Regions from separate parts of the Ovis aries genome. Here region 2 is linked to region 1. Evidence: chromatin contacts called from public Hi-C data. All regions are on one chromosome and are shown on one strand. The core of a region is the stretch at or near the end of the contact, and the rest is flanking DNA. Distances in the headings are between cores, read along the strand shown. Region 1 holds the start of TMED2 (transmembrane p24 trafficking protein 2). Region 2 holds the start of SBNO1 (strawberry notch homolog 1).

Region 1 (3,351 bases), core at 102-2,601:
AGGTTTTCCTGACTGATTACTGCCTACTGGTAAAGGAATCTGCTTTATCTTATATGCCTAAGGACTTAAGGAAAAAGACTAGAGAAACTGGAAATTCAGAGACCCATGTTCTCATCCCAGTGTGCTCCAAATCAGTTGTTAGACCTTGCTCAAGTAGTTCCTCTTATGAAGCCCGTGCCACCTGCAGACTGAAAGAGCTGATCTCTCAAGCGGTAATTTTAACAGTTATTACCTCCATTATCCCCTTATTTCTGAACTTCACTTGTTTTGTGTAATTTATGCCCAACTCTGCTGACGTTAACTGTTAGATGGGAAAACCCATAGACACAATTAATCATGCTAACCGGTAGGTTTAAATATTCATTCCATCTGGTTTCCTTAAAAAAGTTAGAGGCGAGTCATTCTTTTAGTTTAAAGAAAATGATATACGACAAAATTTAGGGACTGCTGGTTTCTTAAAACGATTTTCCGTTTTCTCCACAGATACTTTACTGCAATCACTTCTAAAACGCATAACGCAACTCCACTCTCTTAATCAGAGATGACTAACCGAGGTATCCGAAGGTCTGCGTAAGAACGGGTTAACTCGGGTCGTTTCTACGAAAAATAAAGGCAAACACAACGCGAACGTCTACCTAGCATTCCTCAACAGCTTCCGATTTACTTTTTCAGAAGTTTCCATGCCACGTCCCAACTTTAATTCGCGCTAGGAAGGGAAGCAGCTGCTGCCCGGATCGAGACCTGCCATCAGCTAAACAAGACCGTGTAGCGCCTCCTGGGCCCAGAGATGACACGCGGCGCCTGGTAGACAAAGCTCGGCGAGGGGTTCCAAGGGGAACCAGCCGTTCAAACTGAGAATCCAAAGCAGCCAAGCAACGGTTCCGTCTCCCGAGCGGAGCTCGGAAACCGGGCGGGTGCGAGGGAAAGGGCCGTTAGGGGGTCGCCGGGTGGCGGCCCAGGCCCCTCCCTGGAATCGGACAGCGGCCTCCGGGTCCCGCTCTCCACGCTGGCCCCGCGCGGGCCCCGGGCGCCGCCAACCCCCGAGCGGCCGCGGGCCCCCGCTTCGGGCAGCGCGCCCGCACCTCCACGTCGATGTCCAGGAAGCCGCCCTCCGCCACCTCGAAGATGAGGCCCATCTTGGTGCCCGAGGTGACCCGCTCGAAGAAGCACTCCTCTGCATGCGCGTCAATGCTGACGAAGTAGCCCGAGGCCGTGGCCAGGAGGGCGGCCAGGAGCACCAGCAGCTCAGCTAGCGTCACCATGGTGGGGCTGCGGGCGAAGCCAGGACCGGGACTGCGGCCTCCGGAGCCGCCGTCGTCGCTGCCGCCACCGCTGCCTTTTCAGCCGCCGCTGCCTCAGCTCCGCCCCTTCCGGCTGCGCCGCCCGAGGGGGCTGATGCGGGCGCCGCGGATTGGCTGGCGCCCGTAGCTGCCACGTAACGGACGCACGGCGGCCGCCGAGGGACAAGAATGCTCCGCGCGTCTCGAGCCTGGACGGTGGCTCAGAAGGACCAGAAACCATCGTCTCCGTCACTAGTTCCATTCATGTACTGCCTAAATTTCCATGGGCCGTACTAGAAAGCGGTAGTATCAAGAAACCTCCTCTGCCTCGTGCAAGACGCTCTTAGGATTATCCATAAAGATAGCGAAAGATTTGGAGGCAGCAATAGGAGTATAAGGAGATGGGGCTGAAGCCAAAGGCTTTGAACTTTTATGTTAACTTCCTGTCACTCAAAAAAAAAAAAAAACGACGGGGAAAAGACGGGGGTGCGTATAGATTGGGAAGGGGCACGAGGGAAACTTAAGCGATTTTGGAAATGTTATATCATATCGTCACTAAATGATGGGTAGATGTTAATGTAAAAGGCTTCCCTGGTGGCTCAGATGGTAAAGACCCCGCCCATAATGCGAGAGACCCAGCTTTGATCCTTGGGTCAGGAAGATCCTCTGGAGAAGGGAATGGCAACTCACTCCAGGAAGATGTATCGTCACTAAACGATGGGTACACGAGTGTTTACATATGCTTTTTTTAATAGCTCAAGCTGTATCCTTGAGTAGCGCTCCATATTTTTTGCTTTACTGTATGTCTATATTACAACCACATGCACACAAAAAAAACTTTCCCTTGGCTACATCCTCCAAAATAAGAAGTCTCTCACCTCCCCAAAAGTCTTGCTGACACCCTGCACCCCCTTAAATATTGCCAGCTACTAAGACAATTTTTTCCCCACCCTTTGCCTCCTGAGGTACTCCTACACATCCCTCAAAACCCAACTCAAATGTCAGCTCTAGACCTCCCCCTTGCACAATACTAGCCCCTTCCTCTGTGCTTAGAGTTACAGTCATTTATTTACCAGTCACTCCCGAGGCACTAGTTTTTGCATACCTGTGCTTGTGTGCTGTACTCTTAGGCCCTACCATAAAGAAAGTGAAGTCACTCAGCCGTGTCTGACTCTTTGCGATCCCATGGACTGTAGTCTACCAGGCTTCTCTATCCATGGGATTTTCCAGGCAAGAGTACTGGAGTGGCGTGCCATTTCCTTCTCCAGGGGGTCTTCCTGACCCAGGCATCGAACCCAGGTCTCCTGCATTGCAGGCAGACACTTTACCCTCTGAGCCACCAGGGAAGCCCCACAAAAAAAAACCTCACCCATGACATGGTAGTTGACATGTCAAGTTCACTGAACTGGCCTGAGCATGAGGAGATCTGGGTTGTTACTCAAGCTTTGCACATAGCTGTGTGACCTTATTTATGTTCCATTACCTCTCTGAACCTTAATTTCCGTATCTGTAAAAAATATGACACCACACTCTTTGCTTATCTAGTAAAGTTATCATGAAAATCAGATGATGCCATGGGCTGTGCATGTTTTGGGGAATTATTTCTTCAAAGACTAACAGGCAATAGGGGGCAGTAATGGCCCAATATCCAGTTTCCTGGGCAGGTGTCAAGAAATAAGTACAATTAGGGTGATGATGGAAGTTTCCTGGCTATGATGGTATGTTATTGAACTCAGTTAAGTTCAGTTCAGTCACTCAATCGTGTCCGACTCTTTGCGACCCCATGAATCGCAGCACGCCAGGCCTCCCTGTCCATCACCAACTCCCAGAGTTCACTCACTCACGTCCATCGAGTCCGTGATGCCATCCAGCCATCTCATCCTCGGTCGTCCCCTTCTCCTCCTGCCCCCAATCCCTCCCAGCATCAGAGTCTTTTCCAATGAGTCGACTCTTCACATGAGGTGGCCAAAGTACTGGAGCTTCAGCTTTAGCATCATTCCTTCCAAAGAAATCCCAGGGTTGATCTCCTTCAGAATGGACTGGTTGGATCTTCTTGCAGTCCAAGGGACTC
Region 2 (3,220 bases), core at 428-2,927, 150 kb after region 1:
GCCTGGTGGACTGCCGTTTATGGGGTCGCACAGAGTCGGACACGACTGAAGCGACTTAGCAGCAGCAGCAGCAGCACACATATATAATACACAGGAATTGATGCTTTTGAACTGTGGTGTTTGAGAAGACTCTTGAGCGTCCCTTGGACTGCAAGGGGATCAAACTAGTCCATCCTAAAGGAAATCAGTCCTGAATATTCATTGAAGGACTGACGCTCAAGCTGCAATACACCTGATGTGACGAACTGACTCATTAGAAAAGACCCTGATGCTGGGAAAGATTGAAGGAAGGAGGAGAAGGGGACGACAGAGGACGAGATGGTTGGATGGCATCACTGATTGTATGGACATGAGTTTGAGCAAGCTCAGGGAGTTGGTGATGGACAGGAAGCCTGGCCTGTGCCACGGGGTTGCAAAGAGTCGGACACGACGACTGAGCGAATGAACTGAACAATACATATTTATGTATATAGACACTACGTTGGAAGACTCAATTATTCTTGCCGTAATTTTTTTCCCTCTCTCCCCTAGCCCCATACTGTCTCTAGAAGAGCTCACACTTTTACCTCCAAGTTAACCAAACCACTAAATTTGCTTTGAGCACAAGGCGAGTTCGACGCGCCACCGGTAGGGGGCAAGAATCACCCAGCGTGCCCATTACCTAAGCAACGGGTTCAAACAGCATTCTCAGGATGACTTTACAAAAGGGTTACCAAGTTAATTTGTTTATTCTGGGTCAGGTCATTTAGTAGTAGTACCAGTAACAAAAATCATAACGGAGAATACAAAAATAAAAGAGGGGGGTAGCAACAGACCTGCAGCAATCATTAATTGAGAGCAACAGTTTGTTCAGGTTAGTGGGTGTGCGCGAGAAAAAGAGAAAGAGGGGCTAACCGCGCTCTCACTCCTTAGGATCTGATTATGGTAATGAAACAGCCGAGGGGCTCCAGTTACTTGCGGTTTCACATTAAATAAAGTGCTCTGAGCAAGCCTAAGAAACAATAAGTAGGCGAATATTTTCTTCTAGAACTCACTAAGGTAACAAGCGTTTCAAAGTGACAGAGACACTACTAGATAACTTCCTGGGCCAAAGCCACACACCAAAAACGTTTTGAAAACAGCTTCAGGCCCCTCCTAGCCGGACTTTGAAAGTAGGTGTGGCACGCATGCGCCCGGCCCACCAGCTGACCTCCTCGTGGCAAGTCAAAGCACCGACCTTCTTCCCGACAGCCCGCGGGGGAGAAAGGGCGGAGGAACGGAACTCTCGCGAGGTCTTTCGAGCGCCGGCGGAAGCAGTAGACACGTGACTCTCCTAGGCGGCCTTCGCCTTCCCCCCCTCCCCCTTCTCGGAAGCCCGGCCCCCTCACCCCTCGCCCACCCGGGAGCCGCGGTAATGGACCGTTTGGGTTCCGGAATTCCCTTGGATCCAACCACTGGTACCCGGTCGGCGGGAGCGACGGAGTTCGTGCTTGGCGGCGAAGGCAGGGGGCAGTCATGGGGGGGTGGAAATCATCTTCCTTCACCTAGGAGGGAGGCGGGGCGGAGAGGTGCTAGGGAGTGGGGTGTTGTGGGGGGGGGGGAGGGAGGAAGTCACGTGGGTCGCGCGGCGCGCGCTGCGTGCGCGCGGCGCCTCATCCGTCGCCCCACCCCCTCCCCGTGGGGCGGGGGGGCTTGGGGGGAGGGGCGTCAAGATGGCGGCGGGGAGGTAGGCAGAGCCGGACGCCGCTGCTGCCGCCGCCACCGCCGCCTCCGCTCCCGTCGCCTCTGGTTCTTCAAGCTCTAGTCACCTGAGAGAATCTGTTCCGGTGTCGGATCCGGCGGGGAAAGTAAGTCCACCTCTTATCCCTTTTCTGCCTCCACACTCCTTCTCCCGGACAGCCTCCCACTCCCACCCTCTTCAGGGGGCCGTGCAGGGCCGGGCTGAGGGGGGGGCCCGCCACCTCACCCTGGCTTGGGGCCTCCCTCGCCGCCCCCTCCGCTGCGCGCCCCGGGGTCTTCGGGGGCACGGTCCTGGCGGCGGCCCCGCCGCGCTCGTTTCCTCCGCCCGTCAGCGCCGGGCCCTGCGGTCGCCGCGCGTGGAGCTCTCGGGCCCCGAGGGCCCCGCTGTCCGGGGTTGGAGACACCTCGTTTAAGCGAGGAGTCAGCGTCTGCGGACGCCGGCTCCGGCTCTGCTTGGGTCGCCCTCTTTGGTTCCTCAGCTAGACCAGGGGTCTGTGAGGTCCTGGGACCCGCAGGAAAGTGAGCTCCGCAATCCTTCAAAAGTCCTCGTACCCAAGGATTGCTCCGGTTCAGGGCGAGAGTGCGGGGAGCGTCAGGACACCGCACCTACAATTTGCTGGTCACCTCGCCGTCGGGGTGGTGGGGACGGTACGTGGGACACGTGGGGCCACCTTCACGCTTCACCCAGTGATGAGGTTAATTTTGCCCCGAGCTCGCTCGCCCGCCCGCCTCCTAGACGCTAAGCAGGCATTTCTGTGGAGGGGCAAGTCGGTTGGGGATTTGCTTACTTTGAGAGTGTTTGGCGTAACGAGCATCTAAAGTTCCCCAAACCAGTGTATGCTGGTGGTTTCCCAGAAGTGGTTTGAAGTCGGTTTAACCGCTGAGGAGATTTGGATGTTCCTGAACCCTTGTGATTGTTTCTTTCCTGACCCTGGCATCCAGCTCCTCCCCTTTCCACCTCGGCTTTGTGCTTCTGTTTGGTTAATGTTTGCGGACCACTAACTTGATCCTCGCGCAGAGAAGCTCTTTTTTATGTGCGTGCTCGGTTAACTGTGGGAGGCTTTTGTTTTGGGGAGTAGTTGGTTGAGAAACGTGGGAAAAGAACGGGAGAGAAAATGAGAGTCAAAGAAAGCAACGTTTTTATCCATTGAATTGCGCAGCCAATTGTAACTGCACCCGGAAGTTTGTACTGAACACGTGTTGATGAGAGAAGGTTAAAAGCTGGGTCCCCTTTGACCTTTGAAGTTGATTATTAGCAGTTTATGTTGAGTTAAATATTTCATATTCTCAGTGTAACCAGAATTACAGACGGAATGGGGTTCTAAAGTGTCGGCCAAGGAGGGCCCAGAAAGCTGTCAAGTCCTTAGTTGCTCTCTATCGCTGTTCCTCCTAACAGTTGCAGTCACTTAAACCAGCTAACAGTGCGAAGGGATCCCATATTTTCCCAGTTATTTACTGCAGTCACAACTGATTTTTGTAAGCAGTGGGGAAAGCCTTCATC

The links. Hi-C and Micro-C count contacts between places; a contact is called where the count stands out from the background.
Region 2: a Hi-C map of liver shows a contact between it and region 1, with 4 times the contacts expected there. The contact joins the promoter of SBNO1 here to the promoter of TMED2 in region 1. A contact is called at or near these places in 7 of 16 Hi-C or Micro-C datasets (blood, liver, mixed tissues and 2 more).

Annotation. Positions count from the first base shown.
Region 1 is chr17:52,130,797-52,134,147 of ARS-UI_Ramb_v3.0, forward strand. TMED2 (transmembrane p24 trafficking protein 2) reads right to left here and starts at 1,352. Exons shown (of 4, transcript XM_027956423.2): 1 at 1,083-1,352. The coding sequence starts at 1,262.
Region 2 is chr17:52,278,374-52,281,593 of ARS-UI_Ramb_v3.0, forward strand. SBNO1 (strawberry notch homolog 1) reads left to right here and starts at 1,678. Exons shown (of 31, transcript XM_060401102.1): 1 at 1,678-1,826.